2 separate regions of the Mus musculus genome follow, and region 1 is linked to region 2. The links are chromatin contacts, called in public Micro-C maps. All regions are on one chromosome and are shown on one strand. Each heading gives the region's core, a stretch centred on a gene start, on an enhancer-like site or on the middle of the called end of the contact. The rest is flanking DNA. Distances are from core to core; before and after follow the strand shown.

Region 1 (5,897 bases), core at 450-2,949, 760 kb before region 2:
AGCGGGATGCTTCAGTTATGAATTAGTGGCCAGGACATCCAGGAGCCACAAGAAATTGAAAAGGATGAAGCCCCTTGGCATCTTGGTTTTGAGCTTCTGGCCTTCTGAGCCTCAGAAGAGCGATCTTCTGTAAATTTAATGCACCCACTGTGGTGTGGTAATTTTAAGGAAGCCCAAAGAAATAAATACAGGGCCTGGAATTGTCACAAGGTCAGACTGGTGCCGGTATTCTGGGACCACCAGAAGCTGTCACAGGGACAGAAAGAGGCAGAGCTACCATTGCACAACTCCCAGCAGCCCTTGGGCTCCTGGGATGCCCAAGGATCTGTCAACAATTACTTTTTCTTGCATAATCTGATTACAGCCATTTCCTGCCACTTTTTACAAACCTCCTCAAGCCCTAATCTGTAACTGTGTCCTAGCTTTCTGCCCAAGAGCTGCTACAGAGGGAAGGAGCCACGGGGCAAGAGCTAGGCATAGGCAAAGAGGCTGTGCTTTCTCTACCAAGGCGCAGGTGTCCTGGACAGAGCCCCTTTGAAGACAGCAGGCTAGGCATTGCACTGGGCCTGAGGCCACCACTCAGATATCATGGAAAGGGGGGGGGGGCGCCTCTAGGGTGTTCCTTTTGTTTTTAATACCTGACTCCACGATCCAGGTTTGCTCCTTAATAAATAACTCCTCTCAGGTGCATTTGAGAGGCTGCCTGAGCCTCTATTGCTGTCCGGCAAACAGGAAAATGACTCGACCCACAGAATGAGGACATTTCTCTGGACTAGGCAAGTTTATAGGCAAATTGGCAGAAGGGATGGGGACGGAATTCCACTGTGTGCTTGCTGCCTTCTGTGGGACATCTCTCTCCTGGCCAGAAGCTAAGTCCCTTAGCCAGCTGGCACTGGGGTGAGCCCCTGAGGCTGGCACCATTCCAAAACGTGCGGCACAAGAGGATGCTTGGAAATGGAGAGAGCAAGATTTCAGGAGAAGAGGGGGTCTGCACACCCCCATATTACCTCGTGAGTCTTTGAGGAGGGGTACGCGGGCAGGGGCAGAGTGGGGTCAAGCCCCAGCTCAGTCTGGGAACTCATTGGATCTTTAGATCTTTCTCTTGCTGTCTTCTTCATTAACCTTGGCGGAGCAGGGACATCTATCCCTCCTCAAGACGTGTAACTGTTTACTGGTCCTGTCTGTTTAGATGCGAATAGTCAATCAGTAGCAGGCAAAGGGATGCGAACTCAGTAGCAGGCAAAGGGATGCGAACCCAGCCTCCAGCCTCAGCCCCAGCTCTCCATCACCCGCCACAGAGCTCACACTTTCTGCCAGGGCTCCTCCTCCCCATCCACCCCAGCGAGGGACACCCGCGCGCCCCTGGGAGGAGTGTGCCTCGGCCCGCCGCTAATCGCCCCCGGCCCCCGCCTTCGCCCGGGTTTCCCGGCCAGAGACGCCCCGGCCTCCCTCGCTTGATCCGGCTCCCGGAGCAGGCCGGGCCACCGATTGGCCGGCGGTAATTACGGGCACGCTCCAGGAGGGGGGCTGGGCGGGGGCGGCCTCCCGCGAGCATAAATTATGCAAATAGCAGGCGCCGCACGGGGCTGACCTGCCGCCTCTCGCCATTCACCCGCGCCGCCTCGGGGGCGGAGGTGGCCAGGGAGGGGGCGCCCATTGTTGCGCGCCGTACTTAAGGGGTCCTGAGGCCGGTCGTGTGCCACACTTGGTGCTCACAGGAGCTGATCTGATCGCCGGCGACATCACTCAGGAGACCAGCCCGGCGCGTGGCCCCTGCAGGCGAGGCGAGGAGGGCCAAGCCCATTCACTCCCTGAGCCCCTGCGATCTTCCCGGCCCTCGCGCCTGCAGCAGGCACAGGCTAGCCCCGGGTCGTACGGACAGTAAGTGCGCTTCGAAGGCCGACCTCCAAACCTCCTGTCCGTCTGTCGGTCCTGCACACTGCAAGATGCCTGCCCCTTTGGAGACCTGCATCTCTGATCTCGACTGCTCCAGCAGCAACAGCAGCAGCGACCTGTCCAGCTTCCTCACCGACGAGGAGGACTGTGCCAGGCTACAGCCCCTAGCCTCCACCTCGGGGCTGTCCGTGCCAGCCCGGAGGAGCGCTCCCGCCCTCTCCGGGGCATCGAATGTTCCCGGTGCCCAGGACGAAGAGCAGGAACGGCGGAGGCGGCGAGGTCGCGCTCGGGTGCGGTCCGAGGCTCTGCTGCACTCCCTGCGGAGGAGTCGTCGCGTCAAAGCCAACGATCGCGAGCGCAACCGCATGCACAACCTCAACGCTGCGCTGGACGCCTTGCGCAGCGTGCTGCCCTCGTTCCCCGACGACACCAAGCTCACCAAGATTGAGACGCTGCGCTTCGCCTACAACTACATCTGGGCCCTGGCTGAGACACTGCGCCTGGCAGATCAAGGGCTCCCCGGGGGCAGTGCCCGGGAGCGCCTCCTGCCTCCGCAGTGTGTCCCCTGTCTGCCCGGGCCCCCGAGCCCGGCCAGCGACACTGAGTCCTGGGGTTCCGGGGCCGCTGCCTCCCCCTGCGCCACTGTGGCATCACCACTCTCTGACCCCAGTAGTCCCTCGGCTTCAGAAGACTTCACCTATGGCCCGGGCGATCCCCTTTTCTCCTTTCCTGGCCTGCCCAAAGACCTGCTCCACACGACGCCCTGTTTCATCCCATACCACTAGGCCTTTGTAAGGCAACATCAATACTTTCTTCCTCCCCCAGTCTAAGAGCAATAATAGATGGGGAACTGGCTGAAGCCTCCGGGGGCCACACTTACCCCCAAGTGAATTCTGGGAGCTTTAAAGGGGGGAGGGGGAATACCTGACCACTTGTTAGGTTGCTGCACCCTCGCTGAAGCTGCCCTCGGTCTATTTCTCCACCCCCAGCACGGCCTCCCCCCCCCCCCGCCCGCCCCCAGACGGCCTTTCGTTTTTGTTGCACTTTCTGAACTTCACAAAACCTTCTTTGTGACTGGCTCAGAACTGACCCCAGCCACCACTTCAGTGTGGTTTGGAAAAGGGACAGATGAGCCCCTGAAGACGAGGTGAAAAGTCAATTTTACAATTTGTAGAACTCTAATGAAGAAAAACGAGCATGAAAATTCGGTTTGAGCCGGCTGACAATACAATGGCAAGGCTTAAAAAGGAGCCACAAGGAGTGGGCTTCATGCATTATGGATCCCGACCCCCGCCACTGTGGGCTTGCTCCAGGAAGAACCTGAGTGCTAGCATAGCTATTCAGGCACTGGACTGGAGGGTACTTTAATTTATTCAGGATGCTTCATTCATATGAAAATGTATTTTTGTACATAAAGAATTTATTCTATTATTATGAGCTATCAAAGTTTACATTTTTGTACTGCAGATGCTTCGTGTAAATAAAAAAAAATAAGGGAAAAAAAAGTAGTCACCCGTTTCCTTGCCTAGTAGCGGTGTCTCTGGGGCTTTCCCTCATCCCCTTGGCAGCTCCACCTGTAAAGTGAAATATTATCCCACCATCTCCAAACCTCCAATCCTGTTTCAAAAACAACTTAAAAATAAAGCGCACCCGACTATCGCCAAGAACGAGGGAGACAGATTAAGGCACTTTGAGCCATCCATTCCTTCTGCCTTGTAAACACAAGAGAGAACTTTCAGGCACCCCATAAGCCAATTAAGACTTTCTAATGGGGAATTAGCCCCGATCCGCAGCTACCTGTAGAGGTAGGGGCCTGGAGTCTTTTGAGGAACTCCACATCAGCTGGCTCTGTATTTCAAAGGGAGGGGATTAAAAAGATCAATACAGTGTGGCCACTGGCTAGGAAGCCCCAGGGACAGGTGGGCCTAGTCTGGGCAATCAGAAGGGTCTACTCTTGGAGCTGCCCTATTTAGAAGAGGAAATTGATTTGTAAACAACGCCTTTAAAGTATTGTCCATGAAGGCTGGGGTCCTCCTAGCTGTGAGGAGTTGGCTGCATTGTCCCCACGTGGGATCAACAGCTGCCTTAAAACTTCGGGTTAGGGTGGCATAGCCCTCCACACATGGGCGTTTCTACTCGCTGCAGCTCCAAGTGTGGGGGAGGGGGTCCCACAGAGAAGGGCTTTGCTCAGCTAGTCCTCAGGGGCTTTCATTTGTTCCTAGAGAAATCCCAGTGGGGACGTTTTTTTTTTTTTTTTTTTTTTTCTGGCTGCAGTGCTTGTCAGTAGTCTGACAATTGGCTAATAGCACTAGCCGGGCAGGAGTAACTTTTCCTTTACATTTCAGAATGGGGATGATTACAGGAAGCCCTGTCACTTCTTCTGGTCTCACAAGTTGCCCCATAGTAGGACAGCATCCTCCTACTTCATACATTGAGCTGCCCTTTGTGATGAGGCAGCTATTTCATGGGAAGGGGGCTTGTAGGATTTTTTTTTCCAGGCAATGCCTCTGACAGAAACCCTTTGCCTTCTGACATTTGGTCCTGGTGGCTGGGATCCACAAATTCATATGCCCCAGCCAGCAATGCTAAGCCCTGCCACAGGCAAGATGCCCTGTGTCAGATAAGAAGGCTACCTTCCAGAAGGTTTTGGAAAATCGGATACCTTCTCTAATTGCCCTGGAGCAGGGGATGAGTACTCTTAAGAAGTCTGAGAGATTGCAGAGCCTAAGAGCAGAGTCAGCAGTTCCTCTTAGAAGCTGTCTCTCTGATGGCCCAGCCTGGGGCCTGCTGGATGACCTCCTCTCACATCTAACCACCAGCTTTTAGCTTCCTGAAGCAAACTGACATAGCCTGCCCTGGGTTTTGGGCTCTCCCGAGGAGAGAATGCTGGGAAGTGACTCAGATCTTCTCAGGAACAAGAAGTATAGTCCCTTAGGGAGACTCTTCAGCCATGAAGTAAATGCATGTGCTTAGGACAGAAGAGAACAACAGATTGGGTTTATCACCCTCTCTGGTCCTTGGGAGAAGCAGAAGGATGGCACTTTGCTGCCTCCAGCATTGAAAACAGGAAGTCATCCTTCCCGAGATACCAGAACAGCACCCCATCTTCTCAGTTTGAGTGCTCAGAACTCCAAGGTGTAACACCCAGAGCCCCCTTCCATAAAGAAAATCCTTTAAAGGCATCCTTACCATCTGGACCCAAGACTGTTTCTATAAATCTTCCTAGAACCCAGGACAGTTTCTATAACTCCTCCTAGAAAGCGACAGTTTCTATAACTCCTCCTAGAAAGCACACACGTCTGTAAGTACAGCTAGGGTAGCTCTCAAACAATAAAAAGAAGGAAGTGATTTAAAATGGGTTCAGGGGTCTATTTATTGCTACAGCAGAGCCTCACATCTTGGGGAGAAGGGGGGGATACACTAAAATATTTTAGCCAGTTAGGAGAATACAAATTCTTGCTGACAGCCAAATTTGGCCACCTTCATTCACTGTCCACTGAGAAGTCAGCATGCCCAAAGAAGCCTCAAAGTCTCCCCCTGTCTCTGTGTCTTTGTCCTGGCAAGACATTTCTATACACTACTCCCCAGCCATTTGGGGATCGGGGGTACATGGTGGAGCGGGAGGAGATTAGGATAAAGGAGTAAAATGGAGATTTTTTCCTTCTTCTCTTGTTTCTTTATTGACTCTTGTTCAAGCCCCTGCTGTATTCGAAGCAGTGGGATAAGCAAGGCAAAGTCCTTGCTCGAAAGGAGCCTGCACATTCCAGTAGGGACAGAGAGGGAGAGTGGGCATCATGGCTTCACGGTGAGTGGTGGGCTCGGGTTGGCATGGCTGTAGCAGGGGCACAAGATGGGTGAGGAAAAAGAGGGGACCAGAAGATCCAGGTCCTGCTGAATCTTGGAAATGGCTTCGGGGGCTCGAGGGTTCCCATCTAGGGCTATGAGGATTTGGAAGGTTGAGGTCAAAGGGGAGATGTAAAGGCAGGAATGTGGGGCAGGAG
Region 2 (6,570 bases), core at 3,539-6,038:
AAGATGCTTTGGGTCATGGTGTTTTAGCACAGCAACAGAAAGCCCACTAAGACAAATCATCAAACCGAAGCCAGGCACACAGGTAATCTCTGCTGAGATGGGCATTTGAGATACAGATCCTGCCTCACTCCCCGCCCCCATCTAAAGTCACACCAATGACAAGGCACAGTTGTGTGAGGATAGATACATTTGTTGCAAGAAGCAGAGCTAATGTACTTGGCCCCCAGTGCCAAGGTCCATGCCTGGGGACTGCTGAGCTTGGTATTGGTGAGGAGGTACTTTTGAAGGTGTACTAGGTAGGATCTTAAGGGTCAGGATGAGGCCAGGGAAGGCTCTGCCAGCTGATACTGAAATAATCCCGCAGCCCCACATACTCCCCTCAGTCTTGAAACCTATGAAAGGTGTGGTGGAACACAGAGCTGGAAGCTTGGGGAGGACAGGGCTGCCAGGAGGAAAGGGTGGAGGTGGGGGTGGGGAGCTCCAGTGTTCTAAGTTACCATCCAGGCCCATTTTATACTCCCAACAACAGGGTCTCAAAAGGAAACTCAGAAGGGGGAGCGCTTTAGCCGAAGACACACAGTAAGGCGCTAGTTTCTGAATCTATTCTCTTCTGTTACATTCTAGGGACCCAAAAGCCATGGGGCCAGCCTCTCAATGTGTGGGGGGAGCTCTGAGGGTGGGAGAGACTGGCATGTCAGTGATTTGCAGGGTGATCAATGCCAGGGGGTGGCAGACACGAAGCCTGGTGGGAGGACCTCCAAGGAGACACCTACGTGCCAGCCACCCACCACAGCCGGGTGTGGTTTTTAGGGGCTGCAAGGAGGCAGGGTCTCTGAGGAGTGAGCAGTGGCCATCTTCCTTGACGACAAGTACAGCCAAGGAAAGAGCTAAAATAGAGCAACTGAGCCTGGCCATTTAAAGATGATGACGTTGGCCAAAAAGGGGCCAAGAAGCACGGAAATAAGAAAAGCCCAGGGCTTGTATAAGCCTCAGAGCCCGCCATCCCTTAAAAGTAAAACAGGATGTGAGGCTGTGGGATCTGAGCATCCCTTACGAATGTTGTTGTTGTTGTTGTTCTTGTTTTTCTTCCCTTTGGTGCTAAGGGTTTGACATTGGCTAGAGAGGAGCTCTTAAGCTCACCCAGACGCTCGCAGCCCCAGTTCTAAAATGGTTTCATCTCTGGGTTTCTTGTTTGTTTTGTTTTTGAGACAGGGCCCCTCTGTGTAGCTCTGGCTATCCTGGAGCTTCATAAGTAGACCAGGCTGGCCTCAAATGCACAAAGATCTGCTTGCCTCTGCCTCCAGAAGGATCCTGTCCTGGTCCTGGCCCTTCACCACCTCTACACCTGGTTGTTTGGCTTGGTTTTTTGGAACAGCAGCTCTTGGAACCCTTGGAGATGGAGAATGCTTTCTGCCTCATCTCTGAATGCTCGGAGCCCAGCCATCATCATGCTCGCCAAGCTGAAACCATTCTAACCCAGCCACCACATCGGGTGGCTTATGCCTGTAATGCCCGAATTCCGACCCGACCCGGAGTTTGAGGGCAGCTTGAACTACAGTGTGAGCTCTGTCTCAAATAACAACAGAAACTAAACAAGGGCCAGTGGGGTGGCTCAGTGGATATAGCCAGATGGTCCATCGCTGGTGGGAGGAGAGACCAGACTCTTGGAAGATGTCTTCTGACTTGCATAGGAAGGAAGGCTGACCCCATGGGATGCTTGTACCCACACACATGCACAATGATAATTAAAAAAAAATGGGGGGGGGAGGGAAGCCCAGCAGAAGAGGGAGCATGTGTGTGCGTGTGTGTGAGAGAGTGTGTGTGTGTCTCTGTGTGTGGCAGGAGAGGGGAGAGGAGGAATAATACAAAACCAATGTCCCATGATGTGGTGAAGCCCGGTACCCTGTATGCTAATCTAAAAATTAAAAAGGAGAAAGAACTTGGATTTTTATTTCCTTTGAGACAAAGTCTCACAATATAAGCTTGGCTGAGCTGGAGCTCACAGAGAAAGCTGCTTGCCTCTTTTTCCCCAGGGCTGGGTTGGCACATGCCATGACACCCAGACAAGGTTTATCTATTTATCTATCTATCTATCTATCTATCTATCTAGATATTTATTTTATTTGTTTTTTTTTAAAGATTTATTTATTTATTATATGTAAGTACACTGTAGCTGTCTTCAGACACTCCAGAAGAGGGCGTCAAATCTTGTTACAGATGGTTGTGAGCCACCATGTGGTTGCTGGGATTTGAACTTCAGACCTTTGGAAGAGCAGTCGGGTGCTCTTACCCACTGAGCCATCTCACCAGCCCCTTTATTTATTTTAAGATTTACTTATTTAAGCCGGGCATGGTGGCGCATGCCTCTAATCCCAGCACTCAGGAGGCAAAGGCAGGCGGATTTCTGAGTTCCAGGCCAGCCTGGTCTACAAAATGAGTTCCAGGACAGCCAGGGCTACACAGAGAAACCCTGTCTCCAAAAAAAAAAAAAAAAAAAAAAAAAATTTTTACTTATTTAATGTATATGAGTACACTGTTGCTGTCTTCAGACACACTAGAAGAGGGCGTCAGATTCCATTACAGATGGTTGTGAGCCACCATGTGGTTGCTGGGAATTGAACTCAGGACCTTTGGAAGAGCAGCCAGTGCTCTTTACCGCTGAGCGAAATAGAATGTCGTTTTTAAAAATAACGAAAACAGCACTGGAGAGATGGCTTAGCGGTTAAGAGCACTAATTGCTCTTCTAGAGGTCCTGAGTTCAATTCCCAGCAACCATAAGGTGGCTCACAAGCATCTGTAATGGGATCCAGTGCCCTCTTCTGGTGTGTCTGAAGACAGCAACAGTATACTCATATACATAAATTAAAAAGACAAAAACAAAAATAAAATGAAAACAGAACAAAAAAATAATGCAGATGGGAGGTGAACTGGGCGTGGCTAGAGACAGGTGCTAGGCAATTGGTGGGCAGACAGGAATCCATGGAGACACTTCCAAGGTGCACTTAGGTCTGCTTTTTGCCTATGAAATCGACTAAGTAGGAGGTTAGGAGACATCAAGGGTGGGGAAGTAGCAGGAAGGAGAGATGCTGAAGCCTAGTCCTGACCCCAACCGCCAACTCCCCTCTGCCCAGGGCGAGCACTCTAGATACCGAGAACTGCAGCTCTGTTCTTGGATTTTTTTGGGGCGGGGGGTTTCGAGACAGGGTTTCTCTGTGTAGCCCTGGCTGTCCTGGAACTCACTCTGTAGACCAGGCTAGCCTCGAACTCAGAAATCTGCCTGTCTCTGCCTCCTGAGTGCTGGGATCAAAGGCGTGCGCCACCACTGCCTGGCTTGCAGCTCTGTTCTCACCTTGGCTTCCTGCTCCTTTCCTTCCCCATCTGATGTCATCTCTATTCCCCTCTGCCCTAACCATTGAGTTCCAGCTGCATCTGGGATCAGGGCCCAGGACTGACCACTCACCAGGACTCACCATAGGTTGGTGGAGAAACTCCCAAGGATGGGGTGCATGGGTTCAATGGGTACCCATAGCTCCTGAAGCAGGGTTCTTGTGAAGTACAGAGGTTTAAGGCCACCCTCTCCCGTGTCCCATTCCAAGGCATTGCAGTGAATGTAAGTATTGGTTTCTTGTTGGAGATGATTGACCAAGTCAGAGCAGGAATTCGACGAAAACAGCCACCTCCTGTTCACAGATCAGCCCCAGGGGAAACTTGCTGAGGCACTGTTGCCTGCCTGTCTGCCTGCCTGCCTGCCTGCCTGCCTGCCTGCCTGCCTGCCTGGGAAATGGGTTGGGATGTCCAGTGGGTATGGAAAGGTTAACCAGAGCTGTGGAGGGCTTCAGTGTTCTCCATTCCACAGGAAACAGTGCCTGGAAGCTCTGTGCAGCCATGTCCCCATAGAGAAGTCTCTGAGGCCCAGTCCCTTCTGCACTCAGAGCTTTGGGAAATAAAAAGTGCCAGAAAGTTCTCCCTGGAATGGCTTTGGAGGAGCCCTGCCTTGGGGACCCTACTTGGGCTTCCTTAGGAGGGATGGTACTTGGAAAAGAAGGCATCATTTTTTTTTTTTTTTTTTTTTGATACCCATCTGGGAGGAAGAAAATGACTGAAAGTAAAGGATGAGGGAGGTGGGGTGTAAACGGCTTGAGACAAGGTATGGCTAAGAAGAGGGGTCTGAGTGGAATTCAGACAGGCTGGCATAGCAAGAGGGTATGGTGACTAGGTGGGATGTGTGCAGAGGTAAGCATGGGCCTGTAGCTGAGATGGAAGTAGTGGTGGTAGACTAGGGAGGGTCCTTTCAGAGGAAATGGACTACACGTAACCCAGGCCTGGTCTGATGAGGAACTGAATCCGGGCAGGGACAGAGTAAGGACCATAAGGGGTTTAAGGTAGGGTGTAACGGACCCAGGAATGATGTGAGTCTGGGCTGGAGTTAAATGGATCAAGGGTGTTGGGCTGGGTCAATTACTCTGGGGAGATGGAGAGGGATGAATCTGGGCCTGGAATCTTGGTGGGTTTATGGCTAGGGAAGAGGGGTGTGCTGCCAGGTTGGGGACGAGGACAAGACAGGTGCATGGGACTGGCCCTGGGAGCAGAGCGGAAGCTCAGTGTCCGGTGCTGGCCAGCAGGGTGAGGGGCGTGTGTGGGACGCCCCGGGGCAAACTGGGAAGGGGGGGCGGGCCTCCCCCTGGGCCGGGCCGGGGCGGCGCTAGGACCGAGCGAGCCGAGGGAGTGAGCCGGGCGGAGCCAGCGCCCCCCGCCCCCCGCCGGCCGGCTCCCCTCCCCCGGCCGCTGGCTCGCTCGCTCTCAGCGCTGCAGAGGCTCTGAGGCGGCGGCGGCGACTCCCTCATCCCCTCCCTCCGGTGTCGGTCGGTCCGCCTGTGCGTGCGTCTGTCCGTTCGGCCTCGGTCCGGCCCGCAGCATGGCCGGCGTCAGCTTCAGCGGCCACCGCCTGGAGCTGCTGGCGGCGTACGAGGAGGTGATCCGGGAGGAGAGCGCAGCCGACTGGTGAGCCCCCCGCCCCCGCCCCCGCCCCCGGCCCCTTTGTCCCCAGGCCGCCGCGCGCCTTTGTTTCCCCGAGGCTCTGCCACCGGGAAGGGAGGGGGAGACCCCGAAATGGTGCAACGGCTCGGGAGAGCCGGGGAGGGGCTGCCTTTGTGCGAGCCGGGGGAGGGGCCGCTCGGGCCAGGCTGGGCGCGCGGGCCGGGGCGCCCTGAGGCCGCCCTAAGGCTCACTGGGGGCGCGGGAGCCGGACGCCAGCCACGCGGGTGTGGAGCCCAGACGTGGGGCCTGGGGTCCTACGGTCCTGTCGGAGCCCATCCCCCTTCTCACCCTGCCTCCCTCCACGGGCCCGGGGGACAGGTGTGCACGGGCCAGCCAAGGGCACCTTCGCCACCTTCGAGCGGGCGAGGACCGGGTGGGGACGGGGCGGGGACCCAGCTAGCGGAGCTAGAGCAGCCTGCCCGGCCACAGCACAAAGGAAAGCTAGGGCGGGGGAGGAGCGCCGAGGGCTGGGGGCCAGCGTGCCCCGCCCACCGGGGGCTTCTCGGGGTTGTCTCCCCCCACATCTAGGTTAGGGTGTGATACAAGGAGGTTGATTGCCACATGGCAACCACGAAGTGACTTCTTTATCCCTCACGGATCGCAGAGGAAGAGGCAGGGCTGAGCCCTTCTCTCCCCTGCTGAAGGAGCAGATCGCTAGGACGAGGCAGATAGGCAGGAAGAGACTCAGGAGATGGACGGAGCAGCTTGGCTAGGGGGGCAGCTGGGAGCGTGGAGGGAGCCTCCACAGAGGGATGCCAGATGAGTAGATCTCTGGGACCCTAGCCCCTCCACTCAGCAGCAGGGGGCTATCAACCTCCGACTGGGGCAGAGTGAGTGAGTGGCTTATCTCCCCCTCCCCAGCTGTTACCCTCCCTGAGCTGGAGGAGGGTGTGAGCCACCTGCCTTGGTCTGAAGTCTCAGGGTGTCAGGAAAACCAAGGGGGCTCCGATGCCCCATTCAGGGCACAGCCCCCAAGTGTTCTTCTCAAAAAAAAAAATTGTATTTGAATCTTTTCCTCTCCTTAGGCTGGAAGTAGGCTATCGTTGAGAAAACCGAGGCCGAGTTGGGGCTGATCTGAGGGAGCCTCCAGTTGGGCTGGCCTCACTCTCACCCTGGGAGGGCAACCGGGTAGGGGGGCTGGAAGATGGAACAAAATAACCAGGCGTCCAGGCCATGGTACTGCAGCACTGGCCGGTAGCCAGGCCCAGAGGGATGGACTCAGGAGACAAGTTCTCGTGTCTTGCAGGTCAGTTATAGGAGAGGCCAGCACAGGGCAAGCAGGGCAGTTTCCATCTTATTGTCCCAGCCCTGCCCCTGGGGGGCTGAGATCATGAGAGGCAATCTGGACAAGTGGCCTGGTGGAGGAGCCTGTTTGGGGATGTGGCCCTGCCTGAGGAGAAACACTGGCCAGTCTATGGGGTGTAGACAACACCTTCTATCTCTTAACCCCTCGAAAGCTGGACACTGGCAACCCAGTGCTGGGGCTACTAATGACTTCTGCCCCGCATCCTGCTCAGAACAGGCCCGGGCCTC

What was found. Hi-C and Micro-C count contacts between places; a contact is called where the count stands out from the background.
Region 1: a Micro-C map of embryonic stem cells shows a contact between it and region 2, with 2.4 times the contacts expected there. The contact joins the promoter of Neurog1 here to the promoter of Dbn1 in region 2. A contact is called at or near these places in 1 of 39 promoter capture datasets (embryonic stem cells) and 1 of 484 Hi-C or Micro-C datasets (embryonic stem cells).

The regions. Positions count from the first base shown.
Region 1 is chr13:56,247,982-56,253,878 of GRCm38.p6, reverse strand. Neurog1 (neurogenin 1) reads left to right here and starts at 1,699. Exons shown (of 1, transcript NM_010896.3): 1 at 1,699-3,401. The coding sequence starts at 1,947. The coding sequence ends at 2,681.
Region 2 is chr13:55,486,294-55,492,863 of GRCm38.p6, reverse strand. Dbn1 (drebrin 1) reads left to right here and starts at 4,788. Exons shown (of 15, transcript NM_001177371.1): 1 at 4,788-5,001. The coding sequence starts at 4,916.